Regions from separate parts of the Canis lupus genome. Here region 1 is linked to region 2. Evidence: chromatin contacts called from public Hi-C data. All regions are on one chromosome and are shown on one strand. The core of a region is the stretch at or near the end of the contact, and the rest is flanking DNA. Distances in the headings are between cores, read along the strand shown. Region 1 overlaps RNF157 (E3 ubiquitin ligase RNF157). Region 2 holds the start of UBALD2 (UBA-like domain-containing protein 2).

Region 1 (3,046 bases), core at 210-2,709, 62 kb before region 2:
AGCTATGACTCAGTACAGCACTCTCTTAGGACTGACCTGCCATGTCTGTACTGAAAATAGCCCAAATCTCAGAATCATTTAATTCCCAAACACCTCTAGTGCAGGAGTAAAGAAAAGGTCAGCCAAATGAACTCTTTCAATGGGCCCCAGGGAACTCCCCATCGAGATTCTGAGTGAATACTGACCAAGTTCCTCTTTGGCCTTTTATCCTAGCGCTCATCAGTTTCCTTTTACTCTTGCCTGACACTGGCCAAGTGCCACCTAGTGACCAAATGAGGAACTGCCAGCTTAGACTGAACGGAAGAAGTGTGGCTGAGTGTGGCTGTGTGTGTACACACACATACAAAATATATGTATAGACACATATATGTGCATATATATATCAACCATATAGCCTAGATTATTTTAAACCATTCTAATTTCAAACATTTTGTTAAACTACCCCAACAGAGTGCCCTCACATTTTGTTGTAGATAATATGGTCACAATGCATATGAGGTCGTATCTTATTTTAGTTGCAAATGATTGGGCAATTTCCAGTAGTCTATAAAAAGGACTATAGTCATTCAGAAACATAATTAATTAACTTGAATAAAAAGTGTTTTTGTAAAAATATAATTTGCTAACATTTGCTATTAGCTTCAGGCCTAGCCATATGCACACAGCATCCTAAATTTGGCCGTCGGGGGCTCTTTGGCATTGGCTACTGTGTCTTTTTGCATGCTTCCATCATTTTTTAGCACTTTCTTACTTTCTAGCACCACAAGATATTCCCATTAATCTTATGTTTTTCTCCAATCCCTGGAATCGATTATGTCTCCAAAGAACCCTGTTCTTGTTTTTGTTTTTTCAGAGAAGTCTACTTCATACCATTATGTATTCACTAATCTTTCACTAATGGTCTGTTTCTAGTTTTCACTATTAGAAATAATGATGCCATGAACATTCCTTGAAGGGAATCTTAATAGGAAAAAAGGGGAAAAAACAGGAGAAAGAAGGGTGGAGGAGAAAAACAAATTAAAATGCACTAATTCAGTTTTTACTTAGGAAAGAAAATGCCCCAAATGCCAAATCTCTGCTTCCAAAGAGAAAGGATATTATTTTAGAGAATCTATAATTAAAATAGAAAAGTACTCATTTTATACATTAGCAGACATGTAATATTTGTGCCAAAGAATCAAATAATAGTTACTATGGAAACCAACATCTGGGGTCATATGAATAACTCATTTACAGCACCACACAAACCTTTTCTTTTATAGATTTTAGGGCTTTTATATTTAAATTTCAGTTCCTTTTTATTTGATGTCTGCTTATTTTCTCAGCTTTCTCTACTTCCCCTCTTCTCAGATGTGTAGTGTGTCCAAGACTTACCAGTGGGTATTTTTAGACTGGTGATGCTTTAGAACATTTTCTTAGATCAGTGTCGGGAGAACAGTTTAGTCTCGGCTTGAATGCTGTGAAATGAATACAGATTTGCCTATTTAACCAGCTGCAGCCCTGAGACAGACTGTATTGTGCCTGCTGCAGACCAGAACATCAAATGAGCTATATTTACAACAGTAAAACCCCTTTTCTCTCATTTCCCATCCAATCCTCATGGGGAGTCAATCAATCACTAGTGTAGAAAGACTGGTGATCACAAAGCTGACAACACGCAAGACACTCTTTTCACTTATATAGAGATGTGAGGGAGACACTAGGAGGGTGTCACAGGATGACCTTAACACAAAGATGCTTGGTGTTCAGGTTTGGTTACCAAAGGAATCAATCCAAGAAGGCAGTCTATTTATAGTCTGTTAACTCCCCTGCAAGGTCCCCTGGCAGGAAGCACACAGGGCCAATGTCATGGCTCTGTGACATCACATCTAATGTTGACCTTTTTCAAAATATTTAAACCCTAGGATGAATATACCCAATTAACCAATTCTCTCCAATCACCCTAATAGGTGATAAGAAAAGCATGAAAAAATCCACTGCAGAATAAAGCATCCACCATAAAATCACACAGATTTAGGTCAATGACCATTGCTATGTACCGCTTTGGTGACAAATGAAACCTATTCAACTTTCAGTTCCCCACTGATAGAAAGCTCTCACCAAGACACAGCACCCTCTCCCCACCCCCAGCAGGACCAAGATAAAGCACAACCCACTCATACTGTGCTTCTAAAATAAAAGTACCTTCCTGAGGATGAGCTGTTTTTAGATATAAAGGATTTTGCCTAACACTACCTAATTTTAAGGGGGGTTAAAAGGGAAAAAAAGAAGTACTTTTATTAAAGCGACACAGTCATCTTTTTCCTTCAGCAAGTTGGTAAATAATGACTAATGGTCAGAGAAACTATTCCTTACAGACAAGCACTCCATTCTAGACGTCTGACTTCCGGATTTCATCTGGTCAGAAGACCCACAACCCAGCACACAAATAAGAATCCACTTTTCATTTAAGAGAGTTTGAGATTCCTGACACTATCTGTAAAGAATGTGCCAAGAGAGACAAGCACTAGTATTCGTCGAAACAGGTATTTAAAAATATACAGCACATATTTTTTCTTTCCCCAAAGAAGCATATGAATGTTCTAATGTCACCAAGTGTTAGTTTTCCAGTCATTTTTCAGCAGGCCAATTACTAAGACGGGCAAGGGGAACAAAGTCTTCTTCATTCCATATTTCAAAAACAAAAAACCATAAGCTAGTCTTCAATTTGAAAAACTGCAAGCTGTCTTTCTGGGCTCGCACTGAAATATACTGACTCTAAACAACATAAATAAGGTCCAAGTTTAATTATAAGAGTTGTTAAGTCTCCTCTCATAGTCCTGGAAAGAAAATATGCTCTGGCTTGAGAAACAGAGTAACAGTATGAAATACAGAAAGTTAAGTTTACAAGCCAATCGACTGCAGGATTCTCAGCCCTGGTAAGGTCTGGTCACTTTGGCTAGGCTCTCTATTTGCAGATATAGCCCTAGGGAGAAAGCCATTATTCTGAATCAGTAACCTTATTGAGATTTTATTTTCTTTAGATAACCATGAGATTCGGAAATCC
Region 2 (3,070 bases), core at 515-3,014:
CTTGTCTTTCTGGAGAATTTCTTAATTAAGACCCAAGGGCTCCCGAAAGCTAAAATGCCTCTGCCCAGGTAAATCCTACTACTCATGGTCCTGGCATGTTTGCCACCTGTATGTACTTGTGAGAACCGGAGCCCCACGATGACAGTACTTCCTTGTTCTGGGGCTGCTTGTGGCCTGAGCTCCCCAGCAATACAGGCTGCTGGCTGCTCACTTTTGTTTTCACCTTGCAATTACTGGAAGGGAAGGGCTGCAAGCTGTGCTCAGCTCTCCAGCCACACTCGGGTCTCAGCCCACGTGCATGTACTTCATTAAGGCAAGAGAAACAGTCAAAAAGCTGACTCCTTCCTCTTCAAAATAAACAAACAAAGAAGCAAGCAAACAAACAAAAGGACTAACTAAATGAGATAAGCTCATTACAAAGCCTGAGGCTGTTTTTCATCAGTACAGAAACGTTGGGTGTAGTTTCTCTTATTTACATTTTATTTTTTATTGTCTCAGAGACTTAATTCACTCTAGGCAAAATCAAAATAGAACCATGGCTTGCTATCTTTTAGCCTCTTTATTTGGCAGACCCTTAGGTAATTTAAATATACTGTGTGATTGGTATTTCAGATCCAAAACTAAGTTTTTCAGAAACCAATTCTAATGCTGAGTTCCTAGTAATATTTACCTTCCTGACCTCTGTACTTCTTCCTCAGTCGGCTTAAACTCCTAGCTCTTTCTCCACCCCCACAATTCCCAAACAAAGCCCAGAAAGTCAAATCGTTGGGGTTTTTTTTTTTTTTTTAAAGATTTTATTTTTAAATGATCTCTACACCAAGATGGGGCTCGAACTCACAACCTCAACATCAGGAGTCACAGGCTTTTCCTACTGAGCCAGCCAGGCGCCCCCCGAAGGTCACTTCCTTATCCAGAAGATGGAAGCTCAAGAGCATATAAACAAATCTTGTTTTTAAATGGCTGGGGTTTGAGAGCCAATGAGAGCAAAGTTTTTGGTCTGAAAACCAGAAAGAGACTGGCCTGTGGGGATGGTAGTGATCAAGAGGAGGTAGAAAGCGGGTAGCTTTTATTTCTATAACAGGCTGAAAAAGTGTGTGTGTGGGGGGAGAGATGCTTGAAAGTTTAAAAAAAATAAACAATTTTGAGACTCGAGCAGCTGCAAACTCTCTGTTTTCTATTTTGATCATTCTGCTTCTCGAGATGACCACATCTTTCAGAGGAAATGAGTCAAAGCCACTCTGTCTTGCTTTTCCAGCTGAGCATGTTCAGTTTCAATGAAGTAATGAATGAACTTGGCCGCACCACCCCCAAGCCTACAACAGCAAACACAGGGCGCTCGGCCAATCAGCAGACACTCAAGGTTTTCAAGTTGAGTTCAAACGGGCGCACGGCGGGCCAATCAGCGCGCGCGGCCCCGCCCCAAACTCCCGGGCCTGGCCAATCACGAGCCAGGACGAGCCAAAACACAGCGGCCGGCCAATGCGGGGCCGCCCCACGGCGCCGGCCTCCGCCAATGGGCGCGGCCGGGCGAAAAGAGAAACAGTGCGGGCCGCAGGCCGCAGGATTCGAATCGAACGTCCGCACCGGAGCCGGGCGCAGGCCGAGCGGCGCGGGCCAATCAGCGGCGGCGGCTCGCGGCCCCCGAACGTTGGGACACCGGCCCCGCCCCGCGCCGTTGTTTGTGGTGTCGGCGGCCGCGGGAGCCGGACCGGGACACTCGCCGGGCGGGCGGGCGGCGGCGGGGCTCCGGGGCTCCGGGGGCGGCGAGCGCGAGCCGAGGGCGGCCGGCCTCCCGCGGCCGCCGAGCCGGGATCGCGCGGCGGCCGGAGCCATGTCGGTGAACATGGACGAGCTGCGGCACCAGGTCATGATCAACCAGTTCGTGCTGGCCGCGGGCTGCGCGGCCGACCAGGCGAAGCAGCTGCTGCAGGCGGCCCACTGGCAGTTCGAGGTGCGCGCTGGCCGGGCCCCGGGGGCGCGGGGGCGCGGGGGCGGGCGGGGGCGGGGGGGGGCGCGGGGCTTCTATTTCTGCCTCCCGGCGGGGCGTTCGGCGGCCGCGCGGGGGGGCGGGGGCGGCGCGGAGGGCCCTGCGGGCGGGACCCCCCAGCACGCACCCCAACGCCGCGCGGCCCGGGGGGACCTCGGGAGGGGGGGGAGGCAGGGAGGGGGCCGCCCGGCCCGGCCCCGTTAACCGCCGCCCCGCCGCCGTGTGTGTCCGCAGACCGCCCTGAGCACGTTTTTCCAAGAAACCAACATTCCCAACGGCCACCACCACCACCAGATGGTAAGTGGGGCCGGGGGCCGGGGGCGCGGGGCGCTGTCAGCCGCCGGCGGTGACAGCCATGTTGCCGGGGAGCGCCGCGCCGCGATGTAAACAAAGAGCCAAAATGTCTTCCAGGAAAGAGCGGCTCCGGGGCCGCCGGCTCGCCGGGCTGGGTGGCCCTGCCTCCCGGGCGGCCGGACCCGCGACCTGGGGCGGGCGGGGGGGCCGGCGCCCCGGAGTGCGGAGGGGGCTCGGATGCGACCCGTCGCCTGGGGCACCTGGGAAGCCCAGGGACGGGCCCCGGGGTGTCCGTTTGCGGGGAGCCCCCTCTTGCCCCCGGGGCGGTAGCTCCCCCCCCCCCCCCCCCCCCGCAGCGCTGCAGGGAACAGGAAAGGGCCAAATCCACCCTGGCTCCGGGCGCGGGGCTCTACCCAGAGAGGTACGTTCACTCTTTCCTGTTGTTGGGAAAGGGACGTGCCCTGAGCGCGGAGGACGGTCGGACTGTGACAAGATCAGGACGGGAATTTGCATGTGATCCCAGGAGGTGAAGACCCTGTAAAGTACGGGGAAACCGAGCGCCTCAGGTCCCGATTTGCTCTCCGCGGCCCCCCTCGGCCTGAGCCTTTGCCCTCCCGTTCAGTGGGGTGTCCTGCCTTCCAGGGGCAGGGGACATCGCTTTGCTTTGGAGGCTTGAATGCCTTCCCCTCCCCTCCCCACCCCCCCTAGTTACCTATTAGCCCTGCTGGGGGAGGAGGGACTGGCCTGGGCCATAGGGATTGTAAGACATTATTCCCCAGGAGATCTGTT

What was found. A called contact is a pair of places that touch in the nucleus more often than the background predicts.
Region 1: a Hi-C map of blood shows a contact between it and region 2, with 4 times the contacts expected there. The contact joins the enhancer-like site here to the promoter of UBALD2 in region 2. A contact is called at or near these places in 4 of 9 Hi-C or Micro-C datasets (amygdala and blood).

The regions. Positions count from the first base shown.
Region 1 is chr9:5,357,039-5,360,084 of UU_Cfam_GSD_1.0, reverse strand. The region is part of intron 2 of RNF157 (E3 ubiquitin ligase RNF157); the gene reads right to left. Among named protein-coding and RNA genes, the nearest start is that of FOXJ1, 34 kb to the left of the region's middle. Within about 2 kb of position 1,459, at least 2 of the 20 cell types and tissues checked have an H3K27ac peak or open chromatin away from gene starts, as enhancers often do. A contact at or near this core is called in blood, where this site is marked.
Region 2 is chr9:5,295,069-5,298,138 of UU_Cfam_GSD_1.0, reverse strand. UBALD2 (UBA-like domain-containing protein 2) reads left to right here and starts at 1,764. Exons shown (of 3, transcript XM_038546526.1): 1 at 1,764-1,951; 2 at 2,222-2,284. The coding sequence starts at 1,832.